2 separate regions of the Zea mays genome follow, and region 2 is linked to region 1. Evidence: chromatin contacts called from public Hi-C data. All regions are on one chromosome and are shown on one strand. The core of a region is the stretch at or near the end of the contact, and the rest is flanking DNA. Distances in the headings are between cores, read along the strand shown.

Region 1 (7,018 bases), core at 1,150-3,649:
TGCGGAAGATGAAAAAATAGGGGGGAAATAGGAGGAAAAAGTGATATATGGGGAAAAATTTAGAGGTAAGGCTATCCGCAACCGTTACCCCTAAATTTTCCCCCTATATCACTTTTTCCCATATTTTCCCCCTATTTTTTCATCTCCCACAGCGGTTCCCTCTAAATACTCCCCGTATACCCCGCTACAACTATAAAATATCATTTTCTATATCAACTATCAATTTTTTATTTACTAACAATTACTCGTAAACCCACAACATAGTGTTTGAGGGATGAACAGTGACACGCTATATCTGGGGGAGAGAGAAGGGGGTCGGCGCGTAGGGGGCGTTGTAGGGAGCAGCGCTGCGACCGTAGAGTGCCCCCTATAGGCGCCATGCAAGGGGAGGGGGCTGCCAAAGGGGCAGCGTTGCAGTTAGCCTAAACCACACGTCGGAGACCTATCGGATGACGCCAGCGTGATGTGATGTAATATGCGGCTTGAAAAATAAAGAAAAGAAAAAAATACCCAGGATGTAGGCCGGCTGGAAGGTAAAGTGAGTGTGGGCCAAGACCCGAGAGCGCATGGGTCTTCCGCTTTTTCTCCTTAATCATTCTCCTTTCTTTTTCTTGTTTTCTTTCCTTTTTTTCTCTTCTGTTTTATTTATATTGGTTTTATCTATTTAAAATTTGGTTGTGAGTTTCAACCACAAATTAAATACACAAATAAAAACTCTCGGCATGATGCAAAGTTTGCATTTGCTTTATTAAATATTTATTTATTTATATAAATACTTCTAAATATATAGTTCATAAAAGGAGTAGTTCACATAAAATAATTTTGCCACTTTATCCATCCAAGAAAATAGTTTAAATACATAACCAAAATTTTATATTTAGCATTTATTTAACTTTTAGAAAACTAGTTCCAATTCATAACTTCATTAGAAGACACTTTAGATTTTAAATATTTAAAAAAATCATAAATCCCAAAATTATGTTTTTGCGGTGTTACATAATTGTAGATTAATTAGACTTAACAAATTCATCTCACAAACTCATTATAGTTTATGCAATTAGTTTTATAATTATCTCATATTTAGTCTTTCTAATTGGTATGCAAATATTCAATGTAACTGGACTAAACTTTATTCAAGGATTGAGACACCTCCTACTCCCTTTGGTGTACTGTTTTTTTGTGGTTTTAGACAGGATTATGTATACCAAGAAGTGATTATTTAGGTAGCTAATTCCCAGTCGTACCCATATTAAATATAGTCCAAAGTCTTTCCCGTTCAAATCTCTTTCTTCTCCCGACTGGTTACTGCACTTCATTTGTGTTCTTTGGGTTGTGATCTGGGTTTGAAACTTGGTGACCGCAGTGCCCCAATTGTGTTTTTTTGCTTGGCTAGGACGTATGTTTTCGATGTTTTTTTGGGATTCTGGCTTGTTCGGTTACACCATTCCGGAAGGAGATTGTAGAAGTTTAAATTGTCTTGTAGTCATTTTTGACTAGGAGGGGATTTAATCCCCTCCAATCCCCTTATGAATTGGTGTAACCGAACATGCCCTGCATTGTTTCGGGAAACGACATGCCGCACACATGTATGCAGGGGCAAACTCAGAAGAAAACTGCATGGTGAGCCAAAACGACAATCTTTGATATACACCGGCCTAAGTATGTGTTTTTTCTAAATTTTACCCTATATATATCCAAACATTCAACGTAACCGGACACCTCATATGTATTTTTATTCATAAGTTTTACTCTCTAAGTTCTAAGATGTTCTATTTTTAAAAATCAAAACATCTAAAGTTAACCAAAATCATAGAGAATTTAAAAAAATATGATATCAATTAATTATAATATAAATTATATAATTAATGAGTATTCTAATATAACTTATTTAATATTAAAAATACGATTATTTTACTATATAAATTAGATCAAACTTGATATGGCTTGATAAAGAAAGGTTAAAATACTATATAATTTTAGACGAAGAGAGTAATTTGTAAATTAATTACGTTTAATTTTTTTATTATAAGTTTGATCAACTGATCTTATTCAAAAGAATTATAATTATTAATTTTTATTGTGATATTGTTTAGCATATAATATTGACTTTATTTTTAAAAAAATTATGAAAAAATTGAATAAAATAAGTCAGTTAAACTTTATAAAAAGTAAATGAATTATAAATTAAGACAGAGAAAATATGTATTTTTAATGCATATCGTCTACCTGTGCTAACCCGCGCGCGCAACAAAACCACACTGCCGTGCTGCAACCGTCGCTGGCCACTAGCCCACGTTCCCAGCAGCCCTCCCTTTCCTTTCCAATCCCGTTCGGGCCGAAGCAATCCCTCTCTGCATTAACAGCAAGGAGCGCTGCAACTCGCCACTTGCAGTTTCGACTTTTCGAGATCTGCGCCGCTGTTGCTGTCCCCACTCGGCCTCCCCTCTCTCTCCCCTTCTTCCAGACCCTTCCCTTCTTCCGCTCACCCACGCGGACGCCGGCTGCCCCCTTCCCTGACTGACCCCCTCGAGGCCCCTCGATACGATACTTCGGGTGTAGGGGAGCATGCGGAAGAAAGGGCGGGCGGTGCCGGAGTGGCTCAACAGCCCAATTTGGTCCGCTACCCCGCCCGCGCCCGCCCAGCCGGACCCCTACGGCGCCGACCTCGCTCCGCCGCCACCCCCAAAGCCGCCGCCGCCGCCAGCTACTGCCTCTCCCGTACCGCCGCCGCCGTCGTACGAGCAGGCCGTAGGGGTGGGTGGTGGCCGGAGGGAGGAGGAGGACGACGAGGGCGCCGGGGCGGTGATACGGGCACACCTGCTCTCCGACTTCAAGGCCGCGGTGCGTGCAGGAAAAGTGCGGTGTTGGTTATCGCTTGGATTCTCACTAGCTTTTTTCCTGTTTGATTCTCTTGTCGGTGCGTGCAGCTATCGAAGAAGGTGGTGAACATGGGAGAGCTGCGGCGCTTAGCCTGCCTCGGCGTCCCCGACGGCGGTACTGGTGTCCGACCCGTCGTCTGGAAGGTCCCCACTCGCATTCTCTTCTGATTCTATAGCGAATTTTGGTTGAGAGTTCGGAGTTCTGCACTTCCTACTTGCCCTGCAAGGGTTTAGTGTTGATATTTCACTGGGATAGTTGGTCATTTTTCCATTCTTTCTAGCTGACTTATGTCTGTCCTCATTTTTTTTTCTGGTTGTATTGACTATTGAGACATGGAGATAAAAGTTACGGAGTGTATAATTTCTTATATCTGCAGCGCTGGTGGTTTGTTTGGTAAATGGGGAATGGACAATACTCTGTTGGTGCCCTGTTACGTGTTACATTTTCAATGCGGTCATGGAAATGGAATTAGATGTTGCTGTTGTGAAGAGAGATGACCTTGGAAAGAAAAGATGTATTTTCCCAACCCACCATGTAAATATCTTTTAAATGTGCTGAGCCTGTAATCCATAACATTTGTTCAACTGCACCTGACTCTCAAGGTTTTATCAGCTTGAAGTTCCAATTTCTTGTCATTGAGTAGTTCTCTGTGCACGTACATGCACCTTTTTTGTGTGAAAATCACCCACTCAAAAAGTAGTTCCTAGTGTGTCTAGGAAATATAACACTTGAAAAGGCTTCATGGCCTTTTTCAGTGAAAGTGAAGCCTTCTTCGTTTACCTTCCTGGGCAGTGGCAAAGCTAGATCGAATCGGAGGAGGATGCACTTGCATTATAGATGCTGAGTCAAGCCATAAACATGGTGAAAATTTGATCTACTTAATGGTATTTTATTTTTTGGTGGGTGCATCTGCACCCATAGTGCTCTATATAGCTTCACACTGTTTCTGGGCCATATCTTATATTCAATTTTGTCCTGCACTTGACTACCATCAGTGTCTTTTTGAATTTGCTTGATGTTCTAATTCCTGATAGGTGTGGTGGTGTTGGTTTACTATGGCTTGCATTGCATTTCACATTGACCATAAGTTTTGTATAATGTGTTGGTTTGTAAATGGTCGTTATTAAGCATGCACTCTAGTCTCTAGTAGGGATGAAAACGGTTGGAAACGGCCGGTAAACGCTAAAACCATATCCGGTTTTATATTTTTTATCGGAAACGAAATAAAAAACGGTAACTCTGGAAACGGAAACGAAATCGGTATTTCGGAAATTGGAAACGGAAGTTCGGTGCGGAAAATACCTCGGTAACGGTCAGAATCTAAAATACGATCGGTAAACATACCAATTATCACAAGTTGACAATATAACAAGTTCATAAAGGTCACTTGGTTACAATTCACAAGTTCAAAAAAATCACAAGTTCACATGCATAACAAGTTCACACTATGACAAGTTCACAAAGACCACAAGTTCACATACATCTCACAAGTTGACAAGTTTACAAAGATCACAAGTTCACAATTCACAATATAACAAGTTCACATACTCACATTTCACAAGTTGGCAAGTATACAAAGACCACAAGTTTACAATATAACAAGTTCACAAAGATCGCAAGTTCACAATATAACAATTCACAAGTTCATAAGTCCACAATTCACAAGCTCACAAGTCCACAATTCTAGAAAATTCCGAGACCTAAATTCGGTAAATTTCCGATTAAAACCGGTAACCGAAGGAAGCGGTCGGTTAAACACAACACCGATTCCGATATAAAATTGTGATAATCGATTCTGTTTCCGAAAAATACCGTTATCGGTGATCAGATCGAAAAAACCGAAAACGGTTTCCGGAATTCCGAAAAATTCTGAAACCGTTTTCATCCCTGCTGGCTGGCAGTATGTTTGTACAGTTTATATCAATTTTGTTATTCTAATTACTCTGTACACGAGAAATTTATTCTACTATATTTATAGTGTGCAGCTTCTTTTGGGGTATTTGCCAACTGATCGTTCCTTATGGACTTATGAGTTAGAAAAGAAGCGGAGTCAATATAGTGCATACAGAGAAGAGTTTCTTCTAAATCCTGTAAGTTTCATTTGCTAGTCTTCGACTCGATGAGTGAAGATCTATCAATCCTAGTTATCTTTGTACATATAATGTGATCCTGTGAGTTTCAGTTCCTAGTTTTCAACTCAATGACTGAAGATCTTTCAGTTCTAATTATCTTTGTACATATAATATGAGGAACAATATCTAGAGTTGCTAGGATTAGGAAAACCTGTTTCTTGTTCCGTAATACAATGGTGTGTGGTTGTTTTACCTAGAAATAAATCAAGAATGTGCCCCAAAAAATCAGAAGTCAATTGGCAATATAGTAGCCATGATAGTAAAAAAAAATGAGTAGCTCTCAGCATTTTTCATAAGGTGAAGTTCTAAGATAAGATAGATACCTGGCAACACAGCTAGTTCCTTTGAGCCTTAAATCATATTTTAGGAGGTGTTTATCACTGCTGTTCAGTATAGTCCAGAACTTTTTCTGTGATTGGTTCTTCTAAGGGCACACAAATTGTTCAATTGTTAATGTGAGACTTCTGACAGTTCTTTATGTGCTCAGTCAGAAAAACTACGAATGATTGAGGAAACAAAGCTGTCAAGAAAGAAAGACACAAGTATTGAGAGGATTGGCTTTCTTTCGAGATTCGAAGTTACTAATGAAGAGCATCCTTTAAGCTCTGGTAAATCTAGCCTGTGGAACCAATATTTTCAGGTACTGTTCTTCAGCTCTGCAAACTTCTTGTTACTTAAAACATCCAGATTTTTATGTATGGTTGAAAACCAACAATGATAACTGGCTGGTCCTAACACTTCTAAGTACCTTCTGATATGGGATTGACTAGAACTAGCCAAAATGGCATCATTTATTTCTTATGAGATTGTTTTCAATTTGGTGCACTTTTCTTATGAGATGTGCGTCATGTGCCTCATGTGAGTTTGTTTTTTCTCTCTGTTTTCATTGGAAGTTATGCTTTCTAGTTTCTAGCTTTCTTTGTTTGGATTTGCTGCTGAAGGCCTTTCTGGTTGAAACTTGAAATGCTCCCAGGATTTGATGGGAACAAATTCCTATTACCCCTGTTTTCATGGCCTGGATGTGAATTGAAAACACTAGTTGCACTACTGCCTGTGTGTGGGATGCACATTTACCTTTTGATAATCTTTCATAGTGGTGCAACACAAGTATGTGCCACTATGGTCTATTTGTTTTGGCATGTTCATATCACTAGTGGTGACTGCAAATTATATGTTACTACAATTGTCTAGCTTTGGAGTTGTGTGTTTTACCTGAACCAATGCCCCCCCCCAGCCTCTTGACTTGTATTCTGCTCGTGATTGTATTACTTGTATAGTTTATGACCATTGAACAATTAATTTCAATGTTAAGTGGATGCACAAAAACATGTTTTTTACTTTTAATCATTTCGATGCTCATGATCTGAACACATATTTCAGGATTCAGAGTTACTAGAACAGATAGACCGAGATGTAAAGCGAACACATCCTGATATTTCATTTTTCTCATCAAAGTCTAACCAGGTTTGTATTCAGTGTTTACAGTGTTCGTACTGATACCAATTGTACCAATATGACTTGATTATTCTCTGACCCTATCAGGAATCCTTGAGGAGAATTTTAATTATATTTTCAAAATTGAACCCCAGTATAAGATATGTGCAAGGGATGAATGAAGTTTTGGCACCTTTATTTTATGTATTCAAGAATGACCCTGACCCAAGCAACTCAGTAAGTTTTTCTGCCATTAATTATTTTTATTCTGTAATTTCCACTGAATCCCTAGATATTTTTGTTAGATGCCTATGCATGTGTTCTTGTTGTATTCCGTCTCATATATAGATTTATTGTTGTAGATGATCTCTATCTTGTATAGGTGTATATATTAATTCAGGTCTAGTGCCCTCATTGAACATGAGTGATATTCATGAAATGGTATACAGAGCCAAAAATTAGGGTTAGAGTTATTCCTCTCTTTCCCTAATCATTCCTCTCTCGCTTCACTTGGTGACTTTGTCCGGTCGCCTTGCAGCTCTGCACATCGTCGCAGTCGGCTTTTTTGGCTT
Region 2 (7,018 bases), core at 1,771-4,270, 250 kb before region 1:
TGTGCTAAAAAGGTCTTATACATGTGGTTTTGTAATGTTTTTGGCGACTCATGATGCCTGTCGGATTTGAGAAAATCTCCCAAACCTAATTAAGTCACGGTTTAGCAGAAAGGAGGTGGAAATCCAACCAAGAAATGAACTTGTACGGTTGTGCCAACCCGAGAGCTTACCTCGCCACCGCTGCAGAAAAAAGACCAAAAGAGCTTACCTCGCCGCCGCTGTAGATCCTTTAGGAGGCGTCGGCTCAATCCATAGAGAGATCGCACCGAGTTTTTGGGTCACGGAGGAGAGGCCGAGGAGGACACCGCGACACGGGAGTGGATCGCGCCGATCTACGCGCCGAGGAGGAGATCCGCGCCGCAACACGGGAGGAGATCGTGCGGATGGGTGGGGGACTAGATCGAGCTGATGGAGACCGGAATCTCGCGATGCGGGACATACCCGCATGCGGGGGCACGGCAGGGGCCTAGAAGGGGAGAGGAGGGTGGGGTGGATCCTCGGCCACCTGGATCTGCACGCGCCATCAACGGCGTGGGGAGGAGGGTGGGGCGGATCCTCAGCCACCTGGGATCTGCGCGCGCCATTGACGGCGTGGGGAGGAGGGTGGGGATGCGAGATTTGGGGGCGCAAGGGCGTGGCCGCGCGGGTGGAGGCCGAAGGTGCTAGGGCGGGCGGTGGGGAGGATGGAGGGGATCACGTGGACGTTGATCACCGAGGCAGAACCACCGTTGTGGACGCCTACAATAGGCTCTTAAGGAGTAGTAGGGATTGAATTATGGTAAAAGTTAAACTAAATTCTACCATAATTCATTTCAAGGCATATGGATTGTGGCGAATACACATATACATCAAGCAAGACCTAAGTGATGTATAGAGCCATATAATAACCAAATTAGTATTTTTAATATCAAAGTCATGCATATGAAACCACTATGCCTTTTTTGGTTTCTAAGGCGAAATCAATTACGATTTGGTGTATTTTTTTCTTTTGTTCATCTCTTTGCTGGTAAAACCGAAATCGAAACTTGTCGAGGAAACGATCCTCTGGCCCCTAGTGCCCACCGGTCAGAGAGAACACACGAGATAGGAGCCTCCTAACTATTAGGGGACACCCGTTAGTGAGAGAGTAATGGAATCGTCTACCCCAGAAGCACCCGCCCCGGATAAGCCCCGAGGCACCGAGCCCGGTGTCGGGCGTGGTGGAGCAGTATAGGAGGGTCGGGTGCATTAACTACGCCTAGCCCGATACCGACCCGCCATAAGTGGTCGGTCGCATTAACTATGCCTGACACCAGGTCGCAATAGAGAGTTGGTCTATCTCCCACTCATGACATGTGCAGCCCCTCGGCTTACAGCGCACTCATGACTTATGCAGCTCTTTGCTCAATGGCGCACTCATGACCTATAAGTCCCTTGGCCTGCGGAACACTCATGACTATCAAGCCTAGGCCTAAGAGTGCGAACCATCCACAGGGCCCGCAACGTGACGAGCCACGCCAAGACCCGGACTACGGAGGCCAGGTGTCGACGTGGCGCAGAGGTAGTTATGATGGTGCCAGGGCCCGCGCTACCCATGCCATCCATTATTAATGAGCACGAACAGAGATGACAAGGTGTATACAGACAAGCGGCCTCACTAGGGTAAGATGCTCAGTTTTACCACGATATAATGACTCCTTCTCAAAGAAGCCACTGGCGGCCGACCTCCATCTTGGCCTATAAAAGGAGGAGGTCAACCACGAAGATGGAGAACGGACCCAAGAACACACGAGACAGAAGACACTCGATGGAAGGCGACCACGCACATGGTGAGACATGAAGACCTGGAGGCCGGAGCCAAGGCTTAGCGTAGGACATCAGTTCTGTAGTCTTAGGGCCACCCCCACAGAAGAGACTTGGGAGCCCTTCCTCCCTCTCTCACCCGCTTGTAACTCGCTTGCAACCAATACTACGAGCATCGAGCAACAAAGGTGCCGATAACGCAAGCCGCCGAAGACTGAATGTAGGGACGTTCTGTCCGAACCAGTATAAACATTGCACCCACTGAGCACGCTGTATGGAGCCCATAGCGCGCATATACAAATGTTCTTGTCGGAGCGGAGGTTCGAAACACTGACAAAACTAGTCTAGGTTTTTGTGAATCATTGAAATCGAGAAAAACGAGATATCATGTCGTCAAATACATCCTGGTAACTATTATACTCCTTTGCTTCGTTCCAAATTAAAATTCATTTTATCGTTTTAGTGGATTCATACGACAATTAATGTATATGTGTCTAGTTTCATCATTATTCATTTGAATATAGAAATAAAAAAAACAAGATCTACAATGACTGATTATTTTGGGACGGAAGGAGTATTTAATTTAATAATTGACACAGCATGCCAACTCTCTATGGGTCTCTTTGGTAGGGATCTAAGTGCTCTTGCTCCTGCACTGTAGTAGGAGCAGAGGGTTTCATCAGCTCTGTGAGTGAAGGAACAGGAGAAAAAAAGAGTTTCTTTATGCTCTATGCATCAGTGTACAACTAGGCATATCATTCTGAAAAAGGACACTATGTACGCAAGTACAGCAGTGTCCAGTGTTGAAGCCTTCTATGCTCGTCAGTTGCGAATTAAATACCTTATCTATGTTACTACGTACGTACATATATATGGAAGCGAACCATCAATCTCATAGCTCATTTCTATATGAAGTAATATTACAAGCTATTAGACATAGCTCGTGTAACCGTATACTATAGTTCTTATCGAATGAAACATCATATATACCAGGTCAAGGCGATGATAACTAAGTCGATTCATAATCATATCTTAACAAAAAATACGGCTACTAAGCTAGCACGCCAGCAGCCTAGTCGTCGTCTTACTTTTCTGTTTGCACCTGAACCTAGTGTAGCCATCAGCAGCTATAAATATGGCCATACAGAACCGATACATGCACAGATCTATACTGAGCTAATAACAAGCTATATTTACAAAACAGTAGTAAAAAACCAGAGAGAAAGAGCGCAATATGATGGCTGTTTCAAGGGTGTCACTCGTCTTCCTCGTGGCGTCGTTAGCCATGTTCGTCCTGGCCGCTTTTGATGGCGCGAAGGCACAGGAGGCAGACGGCGTGCTGGCGACGTACAACCTGTACAACCCAGAGAGCATAAACTGGGACATGCGGAAGGCGAGCACGTTCTGCGCGACGTGGGACGCGGACATGCCGCTGGCGTGGCGGCAACGCTACGGGTGGACGGCGTTCTGCGGCCCTGCCGGTGATCATGGCCAGGCCTCATGTGGCCGCTGCCTCCAGGTGCGAATGCATGCACATGCATGCGTGCGATCTTCTTTCTCTGTCTGACTGTCTCTGTGTCTGTCGCGCGCGTTTGTGTCTTCTTCTCGCGCACTCACAACGTAGTCGGCAATAATGGTTTCTTGACCAGGTGACGAACAGCGCGACACAAGCGAGCACGGTGGCGAGGGTGGTAGACCAGTGCGACAACGGCGGGCTCGACCTGGACATCTCGGTGTTCCAGCAAATTGACACCGATGGCGGGGGCATGGCCAACGGCCACCTTTCTGTTGACTACCAGTTCGTCGATTGCCAAGATTAGAAGACAATCTGATATGCATGCTCGATCGATCGGGTGGCAGCACGACGCATCGATATGACGATATACATGTATACACGTATGCATGGTGCATATTGTCGACCAGTTTGCTGAATAAATCTGGAGAAACAAATCAGTGTAACAATAAAATTATATCATGGGATTAGTGCAAGAGGACGTTATATTATATTTATACCTGGCCAATGGGCCTGGCTGGACTAGCACGAGCCGAACCGGACCTACACCAGACCGCATTAGTCAGGCCGAGGCACGCCCGGCATGTGGGCCTTGACAACAGCCCAAGCACGGCCCAAATCCGTCTTATAAACAACATTCCTGTAGACAACCATATAGGATAGAACCATATATAGAATTTTACACCAAGTTTCATAAACAACCATTAAGGACACAAAAACACAGTACAGTCACTAGCTCGTACAAGTATCAGCCAGACAGCAACCACAAGTTTTATGAGCCCACAGCCACCAGCCATCAGCAACCACAACTAGCCATACAAGTATACAACCACAACTAGACATAAAAAATTAGATCACCACGCTTTAAAAATAGTTGTTTACATTGGTTGCCTCATTAAAAACATTTAGGTAAAAGCCCATTTTAACTACATGGGGATACAACCCTAAAGGAAAAAGAGTACAACCTAGCTCTTTTATGATCTTAGTTTAATGGTGCATTACTTCATGTCCATCCCCACCACTACCACAAACAGAACCATCCTCTTGTGCATCAAGATACATGTTTGCCATTAGCTCTTCAAGATCTTTGTTCTCCACACTATGTTGCTACCGAGCAGCAGCTTGTTCCCGATCCTTGTCAAAAGACAGCATCTCCACATGTTCTGGTGTCAACCTGCCATGTAAACTGAAATCACACTAAGAAGAAATAGTTTATACAGGCACAATTAAGACATTTAGCTAGAATTGATAGAATTGGATAGCTTCTTTTATGATCATGCCACCAACTAAGTGCACTAAATGATTCATCAAACTCAGTAAGAGGATCACCATCTAGATAAGATGATAACTCAGAAATTGTGCAAGAATCCGAGCGATCGAGTGTATTGATCATCTAGCAGACCATCTTAATACTTTATTAGATAGATCATGAGGCCATAAGTCTAAACACAAAGGAAACACAATCTACAAGACTATTAGGGCAACATCCCTTTTATGTTAAATATTTTTAATTTTTTTATATATACTGTGTATATGTTGGGTACGTAGGGTATGCCAGGGTACCCCTAGATACGCCCCTGGTGACATGACCATACACCACACTGCGACTTTAACACAACATCCATTTTCATTTGCACATTCTCAAGTTCGAACGTCCCGCATGATATCCTTGGCTAATAGCACCTCAGTTCCTTCCTAAACTTAGTACTAAAACCTCAGTTCCTCTCGAACCTAGTTTCAGCTCATCACCCACCATGTTCTACCTTAACGACACCTGCACATGAACAACACACACAACTGTGTACAAGCATAAGTCTATTGCTTGACTGAAGGTTAATCCTCGCAACACCACTTCATCGAGTGTGTTACAACAATATTAAGACTCATATTAACACGCATGCATAATTTGACATTAATCAAAACCACATATTTTACATGCATGCATTACATCCAAAAGCATGTCAATCACTATACGTTAACAATAACAAATTATGACAATGTTCTAATGTCAACTAATACAATGTTTTGATCGCACACGATTTCACAATATCCATGGTACATATTATTGATATTTAGAATGTACTAAAACACTAAAATATACGATAGTATGTGGGATTGATAACCAAAATACCAAACAGGTCTTACTAACCTGATAATGCAACTATGACAGGATGAAAAAGGACACGACTGCTAGATGTAAAACTCAAGCCACACTAAGAAGTAAGACACAAACTTAACGAGCTACAAAATATTGACTTCGAAGCTCGGCAAGCACTCAACACGATGGACTACCAAAATGAAATTTTATTTCCTTGGCATCTAAGTTCCTAAAAAGACATTTGTGGCACCACTACCGGAATCCGAGCCTTTGCCGAGTGCTCGGCGCTTTGCCGAGTGCTTTTTGTCGGGCACTCGGTAAAGAAGCCTTTGCCGAGTGCGGTGCTCGGCAAAGTCATGCTCTCGGTAACGAGCTCATTTACCGAGTGTAGGACTCTCGGCACAAAAGTACCACTCGGCAAAGATGTCTTTGCCGAGTGCCAAACACTCGGCGAAGGCGGTGTTCGGCAAAGGGCCGTCAGCGGCCGTCTAAAGATGACGGTCGTTAACCTTTGTCGAGGGCCGAGCGTTGGCACTCGGCAAAGAGGATTCTTTGCCGAGTGTCAACCTGCTGGCACTCGGCAAAGCATTTTTTATTTTTTTTATTTTGTCAACCAAACTTTTGTGTTATGTTATTACACTATGTAGACCTACATGTACTATTTTGGGACAATTATAATAGTGTTTTCTATAGCTAGTAGATTTAGTTCGTTTATTTGAATTTGTTTGGAAAATTCAGATTTGAACTGCAAGTCACTCGAAACTTGGAAAACCGTGCATGCAAAAATGACACTCATGCTATTTAGCACAAGTTACGACCGATTTCGGGAGCGGACCGGAAACTTCGAGCAACATGCTCACTAAACATGGTCATGAACTTGCCAACTAGTTGTTTAAAAATTGTATAAAACACAAACAAAGTCAGAAAATCATGAAACTTGTCCACGTGTCATGATATCATATGTAGAGGTTGTGATAAAAATTTGAGAATGTTTCGAGAAAGTTGTGACGTACTATGTGTAGAAACCTAGGAGAACTACACATGAAATCATAGAGTTTCAATGTAGTTCTCCTAGGTTTATACACATAGTGTCTCACAACTTTCTCGAAACATTCTCAAATTTTTATCACAACCTCTACATATGATATCATGACATGTGGACAAGTTTCATAATTTTCTGACTTTGTTTGTGTTTTATACAATTTTTAAACAGCTGGATGGCAAGTTCACGGCCATGTTGAGTGAGCATGGTGCTCGAAGTTTCCGGTCCGCTCCTGAAATCAGTCGTAACTTGTGCTAAATAGCATGGATATCATTTTTGCATGCACGGTTTTCCAAGTTTCGAGTGACTTGCAGTTCAAATGTGAATTTTCCAAAGAAATTCAAATAAACGAACTAAATCTACTAGCTATAGAAAACACTTTTCTAATTGTCCCAAAATGTTACATGTAGGTCTACATAGTATAGGAACATACCACAAAAAGTTTGGTTGAGAAAATAAAAAAATAAAAATGTACTTTGCCAAGTGTCCAGAAATGACACTCGGCAAAGAAAGCTTTATCGAGTGTCTACATATGAACCCTCAGCAAAGTATAGTGAAATAATCTTTGCCAAGTGTCGCCCAG

What was found. Hi-C and Micro-C count contacts between places; a contact is called where the count stands out from the background.
Region 2: a Hi-C map of leaf shows a contact between it and region 1, with 5 times the contacts expected there. The contact joins the promoter of LOC109945686 here to the promoter of LOC100193786 in region 1. A contact is called at or near these places in 2 of 25 Hi-C or Micro-C datasets (ear and leaf).

Annotation. Positions count from the first base shown.
Region 1 is chr4:21,298,746-21,305,763 of Zm-B73-REFERENCE-NAM-5.0, reverse strand. LOC100193786 reads left to right here and starts at 2,399. Exons shown (of 9, transcript NM_001138871.1): 1 at 2,399-2,841; 2 at 2,928-3,023; 3 at 4,866-4,970; 4 at 5,500-5,652; 5 at 6,393-6,476; 6 at 6,555-6,683. The coding sequence starts at 2,566.
Region 2 is chr4:21,544,650-21,551,667 of Zm-B73-REFERENCE-NAM-5.0, reverse strand. LOC109945686 (pathogenesis-related protein PR-4) reads left to right here and starts at 3,020. Exons shown (of 2, transcript XM_020552003.1): 1 at 3,020-3,301; 2 at 3,432-3,602. The coding sequence starts at 3,020. The coding sequence ends at 3,602.